2 separate regions of the Mus musculus genome follow, and region 1 is linked to region 2. A link is a contact called in public promoter capture Hi-C data. All regions are on one chromosome and are shown on one strand. Each heading gives the region's core, a stretch centred on a gene start, on an enhancer-like site or on the middle of the called end of the contact. The rest is flanking DNA. Distances are from core to core; before and after follow the strand shown. Region 1 holds the start of AI467606 (expressed sequence AI467606). Region 2 holds the start of Itgal (integrin alpha L).

The links. Promoter capture Hi-C pulls out the DNA fragments that hold promoters and counts their contacts.
Region 1: a promoter capture Hi-C map of liver shows a contact between it and region 2, with 2.0 times the contacts expected there. The contact joins the promoter of AI467606 here to the promoter of Itgal in region 2. A contact is called at or near these places in 4 of 39 promoter capture datasets (fetal liver, hippocampal neurons and liver), 1 of 484 Hi-C or Micro-C datasets (CD4 T cells) and 2 of 115 datasets of contacts at active chromatin or transcription factors (double positive thymocytes and pancreatic cancer cells).

Annotation. Positions count from the first base shown.
Region 1 is chr7:127,088,534-127,093,926 of GRCm38.p6, forward strand. It overlaps AI467606 (expressed sequence AI467606), which reads left to right and starts at 2,903. Exons shown (of 2, transcript NM_178901.3): 1 at 2,903-2,939; 2 at 3,636-5,393. The coding sequence starts at 3,722. The coding sequence ends at 4,399.
Region 2 is chr7:127,293,858-127,299,330 of GRCm38.p6, forward strand. Itgal (integrin alpha L) reads left to right here and starts at 2,403. Exons shown (of 31, transcript NM_001253872.1): 1 at 2,403-2,666; 2 at 3,761-3,860. The coding sequence starts at 2,612.

The DNA of each region.
Region 1 (5,393 bases), core at 1,653-4,152, 200 kb before region 2:
CTAGTCTCTGTTATTTACCTCTTTTTGTTCCTGTTTCTTAACTGTAATGGAGATCTCATATAATGTTCTCTCTCTCTCTCTATATATATATATATATATATCTTTTGTTTCTCTTCCTTGTCTTTGTTTCCTTTGGATGCTATTTATCATATTTATATCCTGTCACTCATCTTCTCTCATAGTTTGCCTCTATCCTGGTTTATCTTTTTTTTTTCACTGCACATCTCTGATTCTGACTCTGGTCTCTGTCTTTGTCAGCCTCATGTTTGGTCAGATTGTTGGGGCACTTTCTAGTCTCACAAAAAAACGAGACCCCCTATCAGAGCCTGACAGTTAGACTCACAGGTGCTCTTTACTTTGGACAGAAGCCCCAAGTGGGCGGATGCCTCCCTCACTGGAGCTGGGAACAGACTTACAGCCAGCAGTTCAGGGCGGGGCGCCTGAGAAGAGAAAACTCTTGGGACAGAGAAGGGAGCGCAGCTCTCACAGCTGGCTGTACCTGTACCGGACCACTGATATCTTAAAATGAAAGCACTTTTTCTGTTAACAAGAGATGGGATGTAGGGGACAGGGGAATGAGAAGCTGCCAGGGAACCTGCTGTGCAGGCTACTGGGAGCGACAAACACTGGCAGGGAGGGGGAAAGGCTACAGAGGCTTCGACTTAACCACTTGACAGATGCCCGGTGCTTGCTGCACTGTCCGCCCGCCTGGCTCACGCCCCGGAAGTTCTTAGTCCGGCTCTGCAGGTGATCCCAGAACTCTTTTGAGCAGCCCAGGTCTCACGCTCCGGAGCAGGCCGGTCCTCGGGAAAACAGCGCTGAGTTGTTTTTTTCTTAACTATCACTGACAAATTCTGTCTCAACATCAGTCTAAGTCTACAGTCAGAGACAAAGGGTTGACACACACACAGTCTGTCCGGTAACAAAAACCACAACAGAAACAAGATAGCAACAGCGGGGGTGGGGGGGGTGGGGAGGGGTGGGGGGTACACGAGTATATCTAAGCACATTCATCCGCTCTTGGACTTGTATAACCAGCCAAACTCGACTTCCTCATGGGGTCGGATTCTGAGCAGGTGTACTGAGCAGGTGTACTGAGTAGGTGTACTGAGCAGGTGTACTGAGCAAGTGTACTGAGCAGGTGTACCGAGTAGGTGTACCGAGTAGATGTGCTGCCACAGCCCTATAACCCCAGCACCAGGAAGGTAGCCAGAAGACTGCCACAATTGGGAACCCACTGTAGTCTACGTAGAGCATTTTAAGCTAGAAATGATACATAGTGAAACCCTGTCTCAAAACAAATGAAAAACATGTATGTTGAAATGCTGGTGGTGAAGAATTGTGGCAAAATGCTTGCCTAGCATGAGCATGACCCATAAGCAAACAAACACCTCCGCCGCTGCCCCACCCCCCACCCTGGAAAAAAGAAAGAGAAGACAGAGGAGGGAACAAAGGCTGGGAGAAGGCTCAGTACAACACAACAGTGCTGATTGACAAACATGAGGGCCTGAGCTTAGACCTTAGCACACACTTCAAAACTATGGGCACCGCAAGCTCAGCTAAGTGCTCCTATTAGCTTAGCACTGGGGAAGGAAAGAGGGGGACAGGAGGAGAGGGGGAGAGGGTATAGGGGGAGAAGGGAGGAGGGGGACCGGGGGACAGGGAGAATGGGGAAGGGGAGAGGGAGAGGGAGTTCAGCAGTTAATTCGATGCTCTTGCAGAGCACCTAGGTTCAATTCCTAGCACTTACAAAGTGGCTCACAACTGTCTGTCAATCACTTCCAAGAGATCTGACATCCCCTTCTGGCCTCCTTGAACACGAGGCATGCTTGCGACCAAAATGCATACAGGTGAGCTAAACACACAAACACATAAAATAAAATAATAGGGTGGAAATCAATTAAGTAGACTCTGGTCTACACACACACACACACACACACACACACACGCAGACACTGCATGCACACCATGTAAAGGTATGATGGCCTAAACAACACCGGTAACAATTACTCTCATAGTGCTTACACCGTTAGGTATCAGAAGTAGTGGAGAGATGAGCCTGGGCACAGTGGCCTGGGACTGAAACCAACACTCAAAAGGCTTACGGGAGTGTGTATGTGTGTGTGTGGGGGGGGGGGGGGGATTCGGGGCCAACCTGGGCTACATCTTAAGTCCCTGTCTCAAACAAAACAAAAGTATGACACAGCTGGATGAAAAGGGTGCAGGGAGTAGACGGAAGGACAGGGACCCTCCAAGAAGCAGGCAGCAAGATACATCGCAGCGCTGTGGGAGCCCCTGAGCCGGTCTTTATAATCTTCCTCTCCCCTGGGTGAGCGAGCTGAGGTCTGGGCCTTGCCTGTAGGGTGAGAAGGTGAAGGCGCTGGGGTCTGGGCCTTGCCTGTAGGGTGAGAAGGTGAAGGCGCTGGGGTCTGGGCTTTGCCTGTTGGGTGAGATGGTGATCGCGCCTAGGCCTTGCCTATGGGGTGAGAAGGTGAAGGCGCTGGGGTCTGGGTCTTGCCTTTGGGGTGAGAAGGTGAAAGCGCTGGGGTCTGGGCCTTGCCTTTGGGGTGAGATGGTGAACGCGCTGGGGTCTGGGTCTTGCCTTTGGGGTGACAAGGTAAAGGCGCTGGGGTCTGGACCTTGCCTGTGGGGTGGGACTGACTGGAGCAAAGCAGCTGCTCATTCTGGCTCCACCTTACACAGGAAGTGGTTCTTCACCACACTGACCACATCCCCAGGTTGCCTTGGAAACACTCTGTGGGGGCAGGAAAAGTTGGGGCACAGTCGCCCAGCAACAGGTGGTAGCCTCCCTTCCGCCTTCTTCTGAGGCCAGCCCTCCAGGGCCTTTCAGATCGCTGCGCGCACACACACCCTCCCGGCATGCACTGGGAAGAAGGGCTCTGAAAACGGCGAAATCCAAGATTGAAGCAAGGTGACAGGTGAGGTGAGGGGTGCGGAAGCAACTGCAAATGGGGGACTGGTGGCAGAGATGTGGACAAATACCAACAAGGGAAGCAGACAGGCCAGTGATTGGGCAGAGCTGGGGAAGCTGGATAGGTGCCGGGCCACAGACCTGGTACAGCCAGATAGCACAACAGGGCCACCTCCAAGGAGAGCGGTTAGGTGGCTCAAAGAGTAGGTGCATATGGAAGGGAGGGGCCAGCAAGGGGTTTCTCTCTCATTCCAAGTCTCCTCACTTGAGACTGAGGCAAGACCTGAGAGCCCAGACCTTTGATCTGTCATCAGAGGTGGGGGGTGGGGCTGGAGGGGAAGTAAGGCCTGCGACTGTGCAGGGGAGCCTCAGCCAGCTCTGGCTTGTTCTCCGGCCTCTCCTGGTTTGCTCTTGACCTCTCTGGGACCCTTTGCTCCTCTCTAGTTTTGCCACCCATGCTCAATAAGCCAATTAGAAGAGCCGAATTAACAGTGGGTAGGGGTGGGGGTGGGAGCAGGAACGCAAGATGAGGGACAAAGAGATCCAGCACTCCCGACTCCCAATCTGTCTCTGAGGTTCTGAAGTAAAGTTACAGTTTAAAAAAAAGGCCAATGATGTGCAGTCCCAGTGACATGCAGTCTAAGCACTGTCTCATCCTGTGCCACGGTCAAGTTGTTAGAACCGTTGTTGAATCTCTTTCCAGGAAACGGGATATCCTCTGGTTGCTGTCCTTTCCTTCTCCCAGTGGAGACGTTCCTGACTGTTCTGAGTCCACACTGAGTCTCCCAGATGCCAGTGACGCCTCAGCAGCCCTCTGGGCACACGGAGGGGCTCCCTGAGCCTACAGCGGAGGCAGCAGTGTGGGTAGTAATCCCCTGTGGACCTTGTATTCCCATCATGCTGGGCCTGGCCTCTCTCACAGCCTTCTTCATCATAACTACTGCTGTACTGGCCGAACGCCTGTTCCGCCGCCCGCAACCAGACCCCAGCCAGCGTGCCCCCACCCTAGTCTGGCGCCCTGGAGGAGAACTGTGGATTGAGCCCACGAGCAGCGCCCGGGAGCGCTCTGAGGATTGGTACGGCTCCTCCATGCCTCTGCTGATGGACAGGGCTCCAGGTCCCCCAACACCCGGTGGCACCTTAGAGGGCAGAGCAACTGCTCCACCAGCCACTTCAGCCCCATACTCTTCCCTCAGTTCTCTAGTTCCTCAGACCCCACCAGAAGTCCCAGCCCAGAGCACCTTCTGGAGGCCTCAGACCCAAGAGGAGAGGCCCCATGACACAAGCCTGGTGAGCTGGGTTGGGTCTGAGCCCATGCCAGAGGCTGGCTTGCAGGTTGGGAGCCCCAGGCCTTGGAGGCCGAGGCAAGGGAGCCTGGAACCTGATTGGGGTCTCCAGCCTCGGGTCACCCTGGAGCAGATCTCAGCATTCTGGAAGAGGGAAGGCCGGACCAGCGTGGGCTTCTGAGTCTTCAGGACCTGTAAGACTAACTCCCACCTCAGAGGGACTACAGGGGTCAGCTCCAGCCTTAGGCCTGACCCTTGCGCTGGAAATTTTGTGTGGAAATTTCTGTCTTCTGCACCTGGCTGGTGGGCAGGCTAAGAGTGTGGACAGCCTGCACTCCAAGGCTTGCCTGAAGTTCAGCTTAGGTTAAAATGCCTAAGTCGTGACTCTGAGAATTGAAGGCAAGTCTAGCTGGCTACAGGCCAGAAGGCTTCAAGATGGCACGTCAGGGTACAAACTTACCTAAGACAGCCTATCCTGTATGGGATGCTGACCATCAGCCCAGAGCTGGTAGTTATGAGTGTCAGTCATGTGGTCTGGAGATGGCAAGAATCTTGCTCTCCAGAGCCACAAACCCTATCTGTGCCTGGCCACTCTCTCCCACCACTGTGAGGCCCTCCAGGAAAACACAGAGGACAAATCCAGGAGGTGTCTTTGATTCCGTACAAATAATGGCCTTGGCCACTAAACAGCAACATGGGATTTGATGGGCCACACTGGAGAGGCTGTCCTTGCCTGGAATTGGGACACAGAACCAAAACAGATCAGTAGGCTCCTCTGCCCCCTGACTTATGGCTGCACACATCCTACAGTACAGTTTTATTATTCTGTGTTAAGACAAGCATGGCCTATCGAGAACTGAGTTTGTTCCAATATGGGAATGAAGATTTTTTCCCAGAGAAAGGTCACTCCCCAAACATAGCCTCTGCCATCTTTCCCTCCAGCTTGCTGGAGTGGTCTAGAGAGGCAGGTTTGCTGTGGGGCAGACTTACTTACAGTGATCCATACCATAGAAACGGAGTCCCGAATACCCGTGTGCCCACCAGCTGACAACTTCTTTAGGAGAGGGGTTCGCAGTGGGGAAGATGGAGCTTTCGGCATCTGGAAATCTGACTTTCCAAACTTCAGTCAAGAGTATGACGATCCTGCCGTATGTTTACTTTTTGTTTCATTATTT
Region 2 (5,473 bases), core at 1,153-3,652:
CCTATCTTAAACAAAAACCAAACACACAGAGAGTGAAAGAGACACAGACATACACTCATTTAAAAGCTTTTCTCATATATGTTCATGAAGTTGTACAGTCATCTCTACCATTTCAACCCAGAACATGAATCATTAAAAAACTTGAACTCCTCAGCAGCCGTGCTCTCCTCCTGCTCCTCGGCAGTCACTCATCCACGCTTCATCTCTTCAGGCTTACCTGTCTGGGGGCTGGGGACGCAATTCAGTGATAGACAACTGAAATACAAGCCTGAGGCACTACATTTGATTCCAACAACACACACACAAAAATTTACTTATTCTGGACATGTCACTCAAATGAAATTCCACATCTGAACCTTTGCACCTGGTTGCTACCCGCCCACCCCCACCCCGGTCTGTTTTCAGGGTCTGTCTGCACTGTAGCTTGCCTTAGGTGCACCTCATGCCCGTCTCCATCCCCAATTGCAGGCCTTACAGGCTGCCGTGCTCTTTCTATAATAACTAATGTTGTTGAGCATTCCTTCATGTTTTTGTCAGCCATTTCTATTTCATGGTTAAAGAAATGAGCTGGGCAGGTAGCTTAGTGGGAGAGTGCTCGTTTAAAACATAAATGGCTGGGCGTGATGCCACATGCCTTTAATCCCAGAACTCTGGAGGCAGAGGCAAAGAGATGTTCATGAGTTCGAGGCCAGCCTTGTATATAGCGTGAGTTCTAGGACAGCCAGGAGTACGTACAGAAACTTTGTCTCAAAACAAAATGAAAAAAAAACCCAACCAAACAAAAACCCAACAAAACAACAACACCCCGCCCCCCATAAATAATATGAACTGAGGGGCAAAGCTTTGCAATAGAATGCATCAGTTTGATCCCTGCACTAGGAAAATTATTGTTATTTTTGATTTTGAAAAATATATTTATTTATAAAACTTTGAATATTTAAAAATTACTATGTGTGTACGACGGGGAGCAGGGAACACATGTGAAGGGCAGAAGACAACCTTGACCTTTATGTGGGCTCTTTGGGTGGAGCTAACACCTCAAATTCTTTTTTTATTTCTTTTCTTAAAAAAAAAAAAACATCCCATGGGCCCAGTGATTTTTTTTTTTAAGAAAAGAAATAAAAAAAGAATCCCTCAAAAGTTGTCTTTTTAAAGTTGTTATCGAGTTGTCTTTGTGTCCTGAGTTCTTTTTCTTTTTTTTTTTTGTTTTTTGTTTTTTGTTTTTTTGAGACAGGTTTCTCTGTATAGCCCTGGCTGTCCTGGAACTCACTTTGTTGACCAGGCTGGCCTCGAACTCAGAAATCCGCCTGCCTCTGCCTCCTGAGTGCTGGGATTAAAGGTGTGCGCCACCACGCCTGGCTTCTTTTTCTTTTTTTTTTTTTTTAAGAAACAAAATTAGGGGCTGGTGAGATGGCTCAGTGGGTAAGAGCACCCAACTGTTCTTCCGAAGGTCCAGAGTTCAAATCCCAGCAACCACATGGTGGCTCACAACCATCTGTAACAAGATCTGACTCCCTCTTCTGGAGTGTCTGAAGACAGCTACAGTGTACTTACATATAATAAATAAATAAATCTTTAAAAAAAAAAAAAAAAAAGAAACAAAATTAACCAAATGGTAGTAGTGCATGCATACCAGTAATCCCAGAGGTAAGCAGATCTCAGATCTCTGAGTTCAAGACTAGCCTGGTCTACAGAGTAAGTTCCAGGGTGGCCAGGGCTACGCAGAGAAACCCTGTCTTGGGAAAAAAAAATGTGAAAAAAAGAAAAGGAGGAGGAGGAGGAGGAGAAGGAGAAGGGAAGGAAGGGAAAAGGAGAGGAGAGGAGAGGAGAGGAGAGGAGAGGAGAGGAGAGGAGAGGAGAGGGAGAGGAGAGGAGAGGAGAGGAGAGGAGAGGAAGAAAAGAGAAGAGAAGAGAAGAGAAGAGAAGAGAAGAGAAGAGAAGAGAAGAAAAGAAAAGAAAAGAAAAGAAAAGAAAAGAAAAGAAAAGAAAAGAAAAAAGAAATTAGCTCTGAAGCCTGCAGCTCTGTGGCTTGCTCCAGGCTCTCTTTTCTGCATGCATCCTTTTGTCACCCACAATCTTCCTGTGTGGTTCAAGCAGGGACGGTTTAGGGATGCTTCCTGAGCAACCCTCTATCTGGCTTGTTTGTTTGTTTGTTTGTTGTTTTAGATAATATAATTACAGCACTTCTCCCCTCCCCCCCCCTTACCCCTCCCTCCCCCGAGTCTACTCCCTACTCCCTTCTATCAGGCTTTGAAGAATCTTCCGGGGCCTGGTGTGAGAGCGGAGGTTGCCTAGCTGAAGTGGCAGTAATTTAACCGCCTTGCTGTCTGCTCTTGGATGATGTGAAAATGCAAGTAGGCACAGGAAATGTATCTAACCTGCTTATACTTCCTCTCTGAACAGAGAGGTTTCACAACCCGGACAGGAGCGCACCCCCTCCTTCCACCCCCACCCAGTGTCATCAGCCTGGCAGCCCTGAGAAAGTTCCACTGGAAGGGGCCCCATGCAAGAGAAGCCACCATTTCCCTCTTCCTCCCGGGTCTAGGTTGCCAGCAAATCTCAAGAGCTCTCTGAGATCGAGTCCGGACCCACAGGTCCCTCCTAAGCGCAGATGAGTTTCCGGATTGCGGGCCCCAGACTTTTGCTACTGGGACTCCAGCTGTTTGGTAGGAAATCCAGGAGGGAGGGGAAAGGGACGTTGTCTGTGACAGGGGAAACCAGAAGGCTCTGTAGAGCCAAAGAAGATGAGGAGCCACTCCAGGGGATGGACGGTATAGGTGATGTGGGACCCAGGAATCCCGGAGAGAGAAGAGGGAACCTACACAAACTTGAAGCATGATATCGAAGGGCGTGGAAGGAAGAGCGGGTGGGAGGTGGAGTGAGCCTTCACGTGTTTAGGTAGATGGTTGGAAGGACTCAGGATGGGAGAAGGCTGGGTTAGGTTTCTACTCCACCTCCTTTGTATTATGTCTGCTTGGGAGTTTTGGGCACCTGAAGGGAGGTGAAGAGGGTACCCTCATCTCTGATATCCAGGACACAAGGTGCTATAAGTCTTTCTGTAAGGAAAGTTGGACCAGAAAAGGACAGTTTAGAGGCTGCAGAGGGCACTCTAGCTGCCTAAGATGGGGGAGGGGCGGTGTTGGATTTTAAAAGGTCGGGAGATACCTATGTCTGGTGGGTAGAGTTGGGAAACTTAAGTCACCTGCTGGGTTCTGGGTATGGTGACTCCATGAGGCTGGTCACTTCTCAGGTGCTGGGATGCAAGGTGCCCAGAGAAGCGCAGTCAGTGTGGCAGCCATGGGGCCTCAGGGCAGACTCTTCCCAGTCCCTGCCTGGGAACTTGGTCATTCTATGCCTGGAGGCCCCCTCCCTGGCTTCTTTCTCATGGGCCTCCGCCTTCTTACCCTTCCTTCTTTCCCAATAGGTCCAAGGGGAAGTTGAGTCCTCTGGGTCTGGGAGGAGTTACCCTGGGAGACAGACTGTGTAGTCTCCTAGTCTCTAGTCCAGGCCTCAGAGGGAAAGTCCTGGCGCCACCAGTCTGTGCTTGGGTGTAGGCAGCCTCAGAGCATGAGTGGGTTTGGAGGAACAGGCCTCAGAGGCAGCACTAGTCTGTGTCTGTGTGTCTGTGTGTGTGGGGGGGGTCTGTGTGTGTGGGGTGTGTGTGTGTGGGGGTGTGTGTGTGGTCTGTGTGTGTGTGGGGTGTGTGTGTGTGGGGGGGGGGGTCCAGATAGGGAGCAGCTGACTGCTTTGCTCCCCGCAGCCAAGGCCTGGAGCTACAACCTGGACACACGGCCTACGCAGAGCTTCTTGGCACAAGCTGGAAGACATTTTGGGTACCAGGTCTTGCAGATTGAAGATGGGTGAGCTATTATTCTTTCAACTACCCTCCAGCAGCAGGGTATGCAGGGCCCCACATCTGCCCAGGGGTAGGGGTGGGGACTGTCCCATGTCAGGGGTTGGCCTCTCTTCTGCGAGTGTCTGCTAGGTGGAATCTTTGAAACAGGAGCAAGGCTCTCTCTAGTACCATAGAGTGAGGGTGATGGGTCCTAAGCCACACGAGTGTCTGAGGACCATCTCCTCTCTGCTTCCCAATTCAAAGACTAGCTAAGCACATAGTAGGACAGGCTTGTCCTAAGCTAAGCACATAGTAGGACAGGCTTGGGCATTGATGGCTTTGTTGTTGTTGGTGGTGCTGCTGTTTGAATACCAGGTCTATGTGTGTTAGGCAGGCTCTCCATAGAGCTACATCAGGGTTTGTGTTCTTTGGTTGGAGACAGGGCCTCTGTAGATCAGTTTTTCTACATTTGCTGTAGCTGAGCAGAGCCTTGAACTTCTGACCCCCTATCCTCTACTTCTGAGGTGCTGGGATCACAAGCAGATGCCACCAGACCTGGTTTCTTTTTTATTTTCTTTTTGAGACAGGGTCTTATTAAATTCCCACAGCTAGCTTGGGGCTACTGTCCTCCTGCCTCTGGCTGTCTCTGAATAGCAGAGGTGACAGGCCTATGTCACCACACCTAGTCACAAATAGCTTTTGAATTGATGACTAAATGAAGGTGCCCACCTAGCAGACACTCTTTGGGCCTTGAATTTTTCTAGTATGCAAATGAAATGAAGCTTTAACGTCTAGAATTATGTTATTTGGCTATTAGGAAATAGGGGCTACTCCAGAGCTCGCCTGGAGAGTAAGAGGTGTATTGCCGCGGCAGCAAGTTTTAAGCATACAGTTGTTATTGTTATTGAGCTGCGTGTGTATGTGAATGCTGTAGTGATTGGGCTGTGTGTGTACGTGAATGTTCTCGTGCACATGTGGAAGTTAGGACAGCCTGCTGGAGTCAGGTCTCTCCTTCTACCTCTTAGGAGAGCAAATCTGACTCCGTTTCTCAAGCTTGTTAAGCACTTTTGCCCTCTAAGCTACAATAAGCCTAGCATCACTTTGAAGTGCTTGTTAAGATACATGGCCCCGCGATAGATATGGGTCTATTCTTCTACAAGCAGACATCCAATTAGACCAGCACCGTTTGTTAAAGATGCTTTCTTTTTTCCATTGTATGGTTTTGGACCTTAGTGGGAGAAGATTCACTTAGGCCTACAACAACTGGATAGCCCAGGGTGGGGTGGTACCCAAAGGGGGTCTTCCCCTTCTCTGAGGATAAAGGGAGGGGTTAATGGGGAATGGGACTTGTAAAGATGAGACTGGGAGGAGAGGAGGGAGGGGGAGGGGGTGAAATTGGGATATAAAATGAATTAAAAAAAAAAGATACATAGCCAGGTGGTGGTGGTGTACACCTTTAATTCCAGCACTTGGGAGGCAGAAGATGGCAGATCTCTGAGTTTGAAGCCAGCCTGGGCTACAGAGTGAGTTTCAGGGCAGCCAGGGCTACATAGAGAAACCCGGTCTCAGGGGAAAAAAGAAAAAAACCTTAATGGATTGTGGGACACAATTTTAATCCCAGCACTTGGAAAGGAGAAG